Linked DNA regions of Zea mays: all the other regions are linked to region 3. A link is a contact called in public Hi-C data. All regions are on one chromosome and are shown on one strand. The core of a region is the stretch at or near the end of the contact, and the rest is flanking DNA. Distances in the headings are between cores, read along the strand shown. Region 1 holds the start of LOC100384565. Region 2 holds the start of LOC100281165 (arabinogalactan protein). Region 3 holds the start of LOC100194274.

Region 1 (2,844 bases), core at 30-2,529, 180 kb after region 3:
TATCGTAACAGCTTCTCATATCTGCCATATCCTGTCAAAGAAAGCAACAATTCAGAACAAAACTAGCAGGAAGCAGACCCAGAATTTAAAACAAGAGAAGTTTTAACATCATCCATTATGGTATTCTGATGAAGTTATACAGCTGGTGAACAGCAGGACTCACCACTGTTTTTGTTATTCAGGACAGCCACACAAAATAGTTCAATTTTAAACAATTGAAGACTTCTGCACAAACTAATCTGGAATGGGGCACCCATTTGTCAGATCCAACTCGATTAGACAAGATCTCAATTGAGCAAACTAACACCTTCATTTACTGCAAGGAATTCAGAAGTATCACGAGTTCTGCTGCCTGCCCACACTACCCTAGCGCAGAAAGGCATGCCAAATGCTTAAATGTATCTCGCACCAAAGCGACATCACACACAAGCATCGATGCATGATAATCACTCAATTATCACACCATTGAACAGGAGAAAATGCATGGAACCAAAAGCAAACATGACTCTGCCAAGTAACCACAGTAGTTGAGCTGAAATCACGCCACTAGCAGATCAAAGCAAACTCTCTCAACTATGCTAAACTAAAATGTGAGCGGACGATTCCCACAGCACCAGGAAACAACCCGAAAGCAAAGCTCATTCCTCCCGGTGGAATCCCAACGATGTCCAGCCGTGTGTTCGTGAAATTGAGAACAGATCCGGACACTAGAATTTCTACGAAATCCTCACGAGTCACGACGACCATGCTCCAGACTCTCGCACGCCAACCAGGCAACCACCGAACTATGAACTGGTCATCAAACCCAACCACGTGGAATCCATCAACCCGCAGCGGCTGCTGCGAAAACCACAAGCAGGGCCAGAGCTCCCCCGCGAGATCTCCACAGCCCCAACAGACTGACCCACCCATCCGGCTCGCTCGCTCGCGCAGCCACGAAGCGGAAGGGAGAGGCGCAAGGCCCACGCACCTGGGCAGCCGCGAGGAGCTCGTCCGCCGCGGTGGCGGCGGCGGTGGCGTGGCCCCGGCCGCGGTCCCGGTCCACCCGCTGCTCCTGGCGCTGCAGCGCGAAGCCCCGCAGCTTCCGCAGCGACGACTTCATTCTCTCGCTCCTTGCGCCCCGCGAAGCCGATTCAGGGCAGGCGCCGGATGGAGTCCCGGATCGTCCGTGGCCGGCCGGCGATGGGCTCGCGGAAACCCTAGCGGCTAGCCCCGCACACTCCCACCCACTGACGAGCCACGAGCGGGAGAGGGAGAGTGGGGAAGTGGAGAATTCTTTTTTCCTCCCTCTCGGTGCTCGAGTGCGAGTGCTGCGCTGGTGCGCGCTTTCTTTACCCTGTGTCTAAGCGCTATGGTAATCTTATTTTTCAAACGAATTTCTATTTTTCTAAAAAAAATAGTTCATTTTTTCTAGGAAAAATAGAATTTTTTTTGGGAAAAAATAGTGTTCACGATCTCATTTTTCTAAGGAATTTCTATTTCTCTAAGAAAATTTAGTTTATTTTCTTTTGAGAAAATAAAAAATCCTTAGAAAAATAGGGTTCCCAAACTAACCATAAAAATTAAAATAAAAAGTAGGATATAAAATGAGGCTCTGTTGGAACGCTAGAGCTAATAATTAGTCAGCTAATAAATTATTAGTTGTGTTGAGCCAACTAATGAACTAATTGTTTATTGTGAGATAGCTAATAATTAGTTGTGGTATTAGTTGATGGTGTTTAGAACCTAACAACTAGTTTTTAGTAGCTAACTATTAGTTTTAGAGGTTCTAAACAGAATTGAGATAGTAGAGCTAGTGAATAAAGACCGACTTTCCTCCCGCGGCCCACGCACTGTCTCAGGTCGTGTGATCGGTTTTTGGACGGATTTCAATGTTTTACTTTTTAGTCTGCTTATGTAAAACAACTCACAAATCAATATAAATAGATAAATGTATAATTCGTCTAGTCATCGCGACATGAGGGGTCACTGCTTTGTAAACCCTAAAACTTATAACCCCTTCCTTTTTCTCCGCACATAAACCTCACAATATATAGATTCGTGTAACACCTACGAATATTGATTCTCGAAAAATGTAATGTTTCTTTAGAGCTCGTTTGGTAGAAGGTTTATTTACAGTTCTAATATGATACTATGGTATTTGAGATATAGTATTGTGGCCCAAGAGGTGCTTAGTTGAACTTTGTAAATTATTTGATGGGTTGCTTGCCTTTACATCCCATGAAGCTTTGGTAGTTGCTCCGGTCTTTGTTTGGTCAGACACAAGTGTCGGTATTGCTTATGTTAAGCTTTGTTCTAATCCACTCCTACTAGTGCCTCTCAGGCTCTCACACCCTAATATATCACTATTTTCTTCGGAGCACAAAGGTTGTTGTTGCCTTAATGCCTTTGCTCTCTTTTCTTTTATATCTTCTTTTCATAACAGAAACTATCCTATTCCTCTTTGCAACCTAGCGGTCCAGTCAAAGAGAAGGTGTTTGCGGAAAGCAAAGATGAATGGGACGCAAATATCGCGTGGGTATGACCATGACCAATCTTTTCATTCAACGAGATCCGATGCCAATCAGCGGCGTCCATGTCCGGGTTTTTTTTGGGTGGGCGCTGGTCTTTGAGGTCTCCACTACGGGTGGGTGTTGAGGTTATCCGAAATTTTTGGGTCTGGTAATTCGTGTATTTAGAATTTTGGGTTTTGATAATCGATACCAAAAATTACAACGGTTTTACAATATCCGAAAATTCGGGTATCCAGAATTTTGGGTTCGGGTATTCCCGAACTAGCGAACTGTTGTGTTAGCTTCATAAAAACACATGCACCCTATAAATTATTATAAAAATACAGTTTGA
Region 2 (3,091 bases), core at 244-2,743, 180 kb before region 3:
GCTGAGATGGATGCAAAACCTAGAAACAATAATTTTTTCTTTTAAAATAGTCAATTACATGCGACCAGTGAACATATTAGTTTTTTAGGAGCAATTTGCATATAAACAGTTCCCCAGGCCTCCAGGGGTATTACAGGTATTTCATACACAGCCTACATCTTCTGCACAGCCCATAGCTGCTCCAACCAAAAAACTTTCAGGTTTTCTCGCAACTCTCAACTCACAGCAGTCACAGCCCACAGCTTACCATAGCCTTTTCTTTTCAAAAGCCACAGCTCAACCAAAACCAAACATGGCCTGAATTTTGTATTTTTGTTGTAGCCTATGAAGATTATTATGTTAGACAGTCCCTCCTTCCTCATACAACAGTTCTACTTCTACCCACATGATACTCCAAATTGTCTAAATAAGGAAAGAGATGAAGTCATAAAGATCGTAATTCAGATTTGCATTGTAGTATATATATTTACAAAAGGAAACATATATGGTGCTCAAAGGGGTACGGTGCTCACGTGCATATTTTAAATCTGGAACATCCATCTCACATCCAGCGGCTGCAGTTAATTTGATTAAGAACCCCTCCCACCAAGGGAGGAAGGTGAAAGGGGTTCTTTGTAATATTGATGCTTCTATTAGATGTTGGATGGACGCTCCAGATTTAAAATGTGCACGTGAGCACCTTACCCCTTTGAGCACCAGATATGTTCCCTTTACAAAAACATATCGATGAACCAACCAGATTCATCGCCAAACAAAGAGGCAGCAGCCAGAACAACGGCAATCCGTGGCACGACTTGCTCAGCGGAGAACATCTTCAAGGGCTCAATTCCGGCCGGCCACCACGCCACCTATAGCGTGGCCATCCCGTATTCCCGCACCATCCTCAATGTTGGGCCGACACCAGTCCCCTTCGATCCATTGTATTTGTTTCTACCAAAAAAAACTAGTCCGGACATCCCTAAATCGCCCTCCAGAAACCGCGGAATTCATTGTATTCGACTATTTTCCATCCCAAGAAAACCTAAAAACTAGTATGGCGATCCCTAAATCCCCATCCAGAAATCGGAATCCATTGCTTGACTATTTTTCCACCTGGAAACCTAAAAATATAGTCCTATAATCACTAAATCCACAATTGGAAACCGTAATCCCTATATACATCGCAAAATCAGCAGGTGGGATGGTACTTACGATGGGATCTTGTCGACGTGGAACTCGACGCCATCCCGGGCGAGGACGAACATCTCACTGTAGAACGGCACCGGCATCCCATTCCCAAACAGCTGCGGGTTCTCCGCCATCCCTCCTTCTGCTTCCCCCTCCTGGATCGATCGCGGAGCGAAGACGAAGAGCAACGAGTTATTAGATTTCGCGGTGATGCTTGGCAGTTGGCAAGGAACGGTGGCCCGGTGGGGTCGATTACGGCACCGTTTGGAAGCGTTGTAGTTTATAAAAAACTGGTTTTTTATCTTAGTTTTTAAAAACCGGTTTCTAAAAAAAAAACTGGCTGGAGCTGCTTGGAAGCGCTATTTGTCAAAAATAGCTTTATTTCTGTTCAAAATGACCAGCGCACCCCTTAATGACGTGTTTGGATTGCAGCATCATGTAGCCCGGAGTCAAATCATCCGTCATGGGTTAGAGACCAGAAGGACGAGGTCATCCGCTACTTTTTCAAGGAACCAGCTCGACCGTCAACTTATACCTATAGAGAAAGCTACGAAGGATGGCTTGATGACGGATGGGTTTACCTCGTGACACAAACCAAACAGAACATGCAGGTTCGGACTTAGGTTCGGATGATTCTGGATGAGTTCATTTGTCAATCCAAACAGGTCGTAAGTTTTTTAAATCATCTGGTACACAAATGCCCTCGCCTACAGTGTACAGAAATTGCAGGCACCGAAAACGCATGCATCATATATGGTACACCTTCTTCAGAGTTTTCAGAGTTTGTGTATAGATTACTGGTATGAAACACAGTATATATGGCAGTTGAAAACACTGAAAACGTAGATTACTGACAGCTGAAAACACTGAAAATGCATATTACTCGTCAGACACTTAAAACACTAACATATATGGCGGCCACTGAAACGCAGTTCAATATTCAGTACACTGAAACGCAGATTACTATTTACTAGTATGAACTCGCCGACAAGCAAGCCTTCAAGACTAGTTGAAACAAACTTTGAAAACACTGCCCTGGGAAGTGAAGCTGGATAATGCTACTGTCCAACAAAAACTGAAACTCGGTTAAATCTAATGTCTGAAGTGCTCACTCTCGTCGGTTCCTATTCTTCGTCGGGCATCAAAACATTGCATATGGTATCACCAAAGACATTTATGTCACCATCTGTCGGCGTTTCGGACCCGAGGGGTCCGTGAGCCAACCAGTAAATTTGTCGTTGCGTGTCCCTACCCAGATGGGTTGGTGCGAGATGGAACACAAGGGGAAAACGCGGCTCGTATTATCTCGTACCGGGGGGGGGGGTGTGCTCGTAGTAGAGGTTACAAGCGTTCGCGAGAGAGAGTGAGCCTGTTCGTTTGCTCGTCCCTCCGCGCGACCCTCTCGCAGTAAGGCCCTGGACCTCCCTTTTATAGATGCAAGGAGAGGGTTTAGGTGTACAATGGGGGTGTAGCTTATGCGCTAATGTGTCTGGTAGAGAGGTGTCTGATCCCTGTGTACATGCCAACGTGGCTGTCGGAGAGGTGCTAGAGCCCTGTGTATGCCATAACGTGGCCGTCGGAGAAGTGTCTGAGCCCTGTAGAAGCGCAGCTGGCGGTGCTGCTGGGATCCTGCTGACGTCTTCTTGCTTCCGTAGGGGGCTAAGAACCACCGTCGTCATGGACGCACACGGAGAGCCATCATTGCCTGCTACTGGGACGAGCCAGATGGGACGCCGGTCTTGTTCCCTCGTAGCCTAAGCTAGCTAGGGGTAGGGTAATGATGTATCCCCTGTGGCGCGGTCGGTCCGAACCCAAGGTCGGGCGAGGCGGAGACTTCTCCTGAGCCCGAGGCCGGGGTCGGGTGAGGACGCGATTCCTCCCGAGGCCGAGGCTGAGGCCGAGTCTTGGGGTCGGGCGAGGCGGA
Region 3 (2,724 bases), core at 153-2,652:
GAAAATGACTGCGCATGAAACTATATCCCATCTACGTATACTTTATCAAACTATATAACAGAGTTTTAAATAACCAGTTATAGCTTTCGCTATAGCCCGCTATAGCTGTTTTAACAAGAAAAAGCTATGCGATATAGCCTCATCTAGATTGCTATATTTCGATATAGCCTGCTATTTGCACTTTTGAGAAGCACGCCGCTAAATCCTTTAACCCGTTATTTAAAACCATGCTATATAGTATATCCTAAATTTAGATGTTTAGATAGATATCGGAGTAACTGTCCTAAATTTAGAGGTATAGCTAATCGGAGTAACTCGTCACTGGAAGTATGGAAAAACAAGACCAAGGTTTGCGATGTAGCAGTAAAAAACATGAAAGGCCGTAGACTGACATGCATCGATCGTCGTGGACGACCGTCCAAGCCAGCGTCCGCATGCATGCATGCGTGCAGTGCAGGCGCAGCCGCTCAAAAGCCCGTACGTCCTGATGACCATCGCCAGGACAGGAAGATCCCTTGTGCCACTCTGATGGTTACTACTAGCTAGTATCTTTACTGTCAGCGTCACATGGTTTTTTTTCTTTACATGTGCAGCAGTTAATGACGCAGCCACTTTGTAGGTGATGTTGCAGGCAGGGGGGGGGGGGGGGGGGGGGGCTGGAAGGCGCTCAGAAACCAGGAGCGCATGCAGCCCTTTCTCTCAGTCTCAGTCGTCAATCGGGTTTCAGTTCCTCCATTATGACGGCCCAGGACCAGGATCAGGATTCAGAATCATCAGGACCAGTACGTGGTGCTGCAGGTAAATTTAATTAACTTTCTATCCATCCTCAACTTCCACAAAATCCCGTAACCTTCTTCTGTTGCCTGCAGACCACCCCATGACAGTACTATGACCAAATATGATCGTCTTAATAGCCGTCGTTTTCGTTTGATTAATCGATCATTTATTCTGTTTAATTAGCAGTTTAAGCGTTCTTTAACCGTTTAGGGCTAGTTTGGTAACTGCAAAAACGTTGCTGCCAAAAGTGGGGCACGCAAAAAGTTTTTTTTTACACACTCAACTTGTCTGTCAAATAGACTTGGGCACAAAATAGGAACCAGAAAGGGTGGGAAAAAAAGGATCAGGCCCTACCCACATGACCATATCCTGAACTGCTGATGGACATTTCTTCAGTCGTTTCGCTCATCCTATTACTAGAACAATATAATACACCAAGGGACACCGGGGCCCTTCCTTACCACTGCCAATATATCAATTAATGGAGAAGTAACGATTTGGTCTTATCATCTCGCTCTCTCATTCCTCCGCCGTCTCCCCCTCCCCGGCCTCAGCTGCTCACCTGCTCGCTCGTGTATATAAGCCAATGGCTGCAGGTCGCCATTGAACTCCATGCTGTTGTTGCTTCTGATGAACTCCTCCTTGCCAAGAAAACTACTACACTGAAAAGGCGTCGGCACGCGGGCGGTGAGGATAGCGTAGCGTAGCATAGCATAGCATAGCATACCGCAGGCGCTGCTGGTTGACAAATGGCAAGCTTATTCCCACAGCTCGCGCAGATGGAGCACGGCGTAGCCGGCGCCTCCCATGGCGCGCCGAGCTTCCTGTTCTGCAATGGCGCAGGTGCAGCCACGGCAGACTCAGCCTCGCTAGAGACCTCGTCCGGTGTTCTCGACACCTCCCCACGAGGCGGAGGCGCTGATTCTGGCGGTAGGAAGGCCCCGACGAAGCCCAGGGAAGACAGCGCCAGCGCCAGCGCCAGCTTCAGCTTCAGCTCTGCGCACTCCAAGGTACTGTGGTTTTCGGTTCACACCACAAGATTAAGCTCTGGTGCATGTGAGAACAGAACAATGTTCCAGCGGCTCAAGAAAGAGAGAGAACGTTTTCACAACCTCTAAAAAACAGAGGATTACAGTCCTTGATAGAGTTTGGTTTCGTGAACTGAACAAGCAGGACTCGAGCTCGAAGGGAAGCACCAAGAATAGGGGAGGGAAAAGAGGCAGAAGCAGCAAGGAGGTAGACGAGGAGGAGGAGCCCAAGGGGTACATACACGTCAGGGCAAGGAGAGGGCAAGCCACGGACAGCCACAGCCTTGCGGAGAGGGTACATACTACTATACTAGTGTGCAGCATCGCCTGCGTATTTTCACCCACCGCCATCTTGCTGTTGACTTCGTGGTTGTTTGGGCCGCAACCTTTTTGCTCATCATCTGTTCTGCTGCCATTTCCTTCAGGTGAGGAGGGAGAGGATCAGCGAGAGGATGAGGGTGCTGCAGGCCCTGGTCCCTGGCTGTGATAAGGTCCCTCAAATCTACTCAAATGCACCGCTCCGCTCTTTAATTTGCATCTCAAAACGCATGGCACTAACTTTCAGAGGGGAATTACCTTCTCTCTTTTTTTTAATAATGCAGGTCACTGGAAAAGCCCTCGTTTTGGACGAGATCATCAACTACGTGCAGTCCTTGCAGAACCAAGTCGAGGTGATAGTGATAGATACACTGGGCAAATAAATAAATAAATAAATTACGACACATGTTGAGATTAGAAAGCTGTAACTAACTGGAAAGTCCGCTTGCTTCTTGGGCGCGTCGTTGCATTGCAGTTCCTTTCCATGAAGATCGCTTCACTGAGCCCTGTGCTGTATGGCTTTGGCATGGACACTACTGACGCTTTCAGCACTGACCATACTACTCAAGTACGCAACCATACATACTATGTCTCTTCCATC

What was found. Hi-C and Micro-C count contacts between places; a contact is called where the count stands out from the background.
Region 1: a contact with region 3 is called in a Hi-C map of tassel, with 2.3 times the contacts expected there. The contact joins the promoter of LOC100384565 here to the promoter of LOC100194274 in region 3. A contact is called at or near these places in 2 of 25 Hi-C or Micro-C datasets (ear and tassel).
Region 2: a contact with region 3 is called in a Hi-C map of ear, with 2.2 times the contacts expected there. The contact joins the promoter of LOC100281165 here to the promoter of LOC100194274 in region 3. A contact is called at or near these places in 2 of 25 Hi-C or Micro-C datasets (ear and tassel).

What each region holds. Positions count from the first base shown.
Region 1 is chr2:198,548,064-198,550,907 of Zm-B73-REFERENCE-NAM-5.0, reverse strand. It overlaps LOC100384565, which reads right to left and starts at 1,279. Exons shown (of 10, transcript NM_001177076.1): 1 at 971-1,279; 2 at 1-31. The coding sequence starts at 1,102.
Region 2 is chr2:198,911,570-198,914,660 of Zm-B73-REFERENCE-NAM-5.0, reverse strand. LOC100281165 (arabinogalactan protein) reads right to left here and starts at 1,493. Exons shown (of 5, transcript NM_001154084.2): 1 at 1,192-1,493. The coding sequence starts at 1,301.
Region 3 is chr2:198,729,029-198,731,752 of Zm-B73-REFERENCE-NAM-5.0, reverse strand. LOC100194274 reads left to right here and starts at 1,402. Exons shown (of 7, transcript NM_001139313.1): 1 at 1,402-1,787; 2 at 1,951-2,100; 3 at 2,231-2,296; 4 at 2,408-2,476; 5 at 2,599-2,691. The coding sequence starts at 1,527.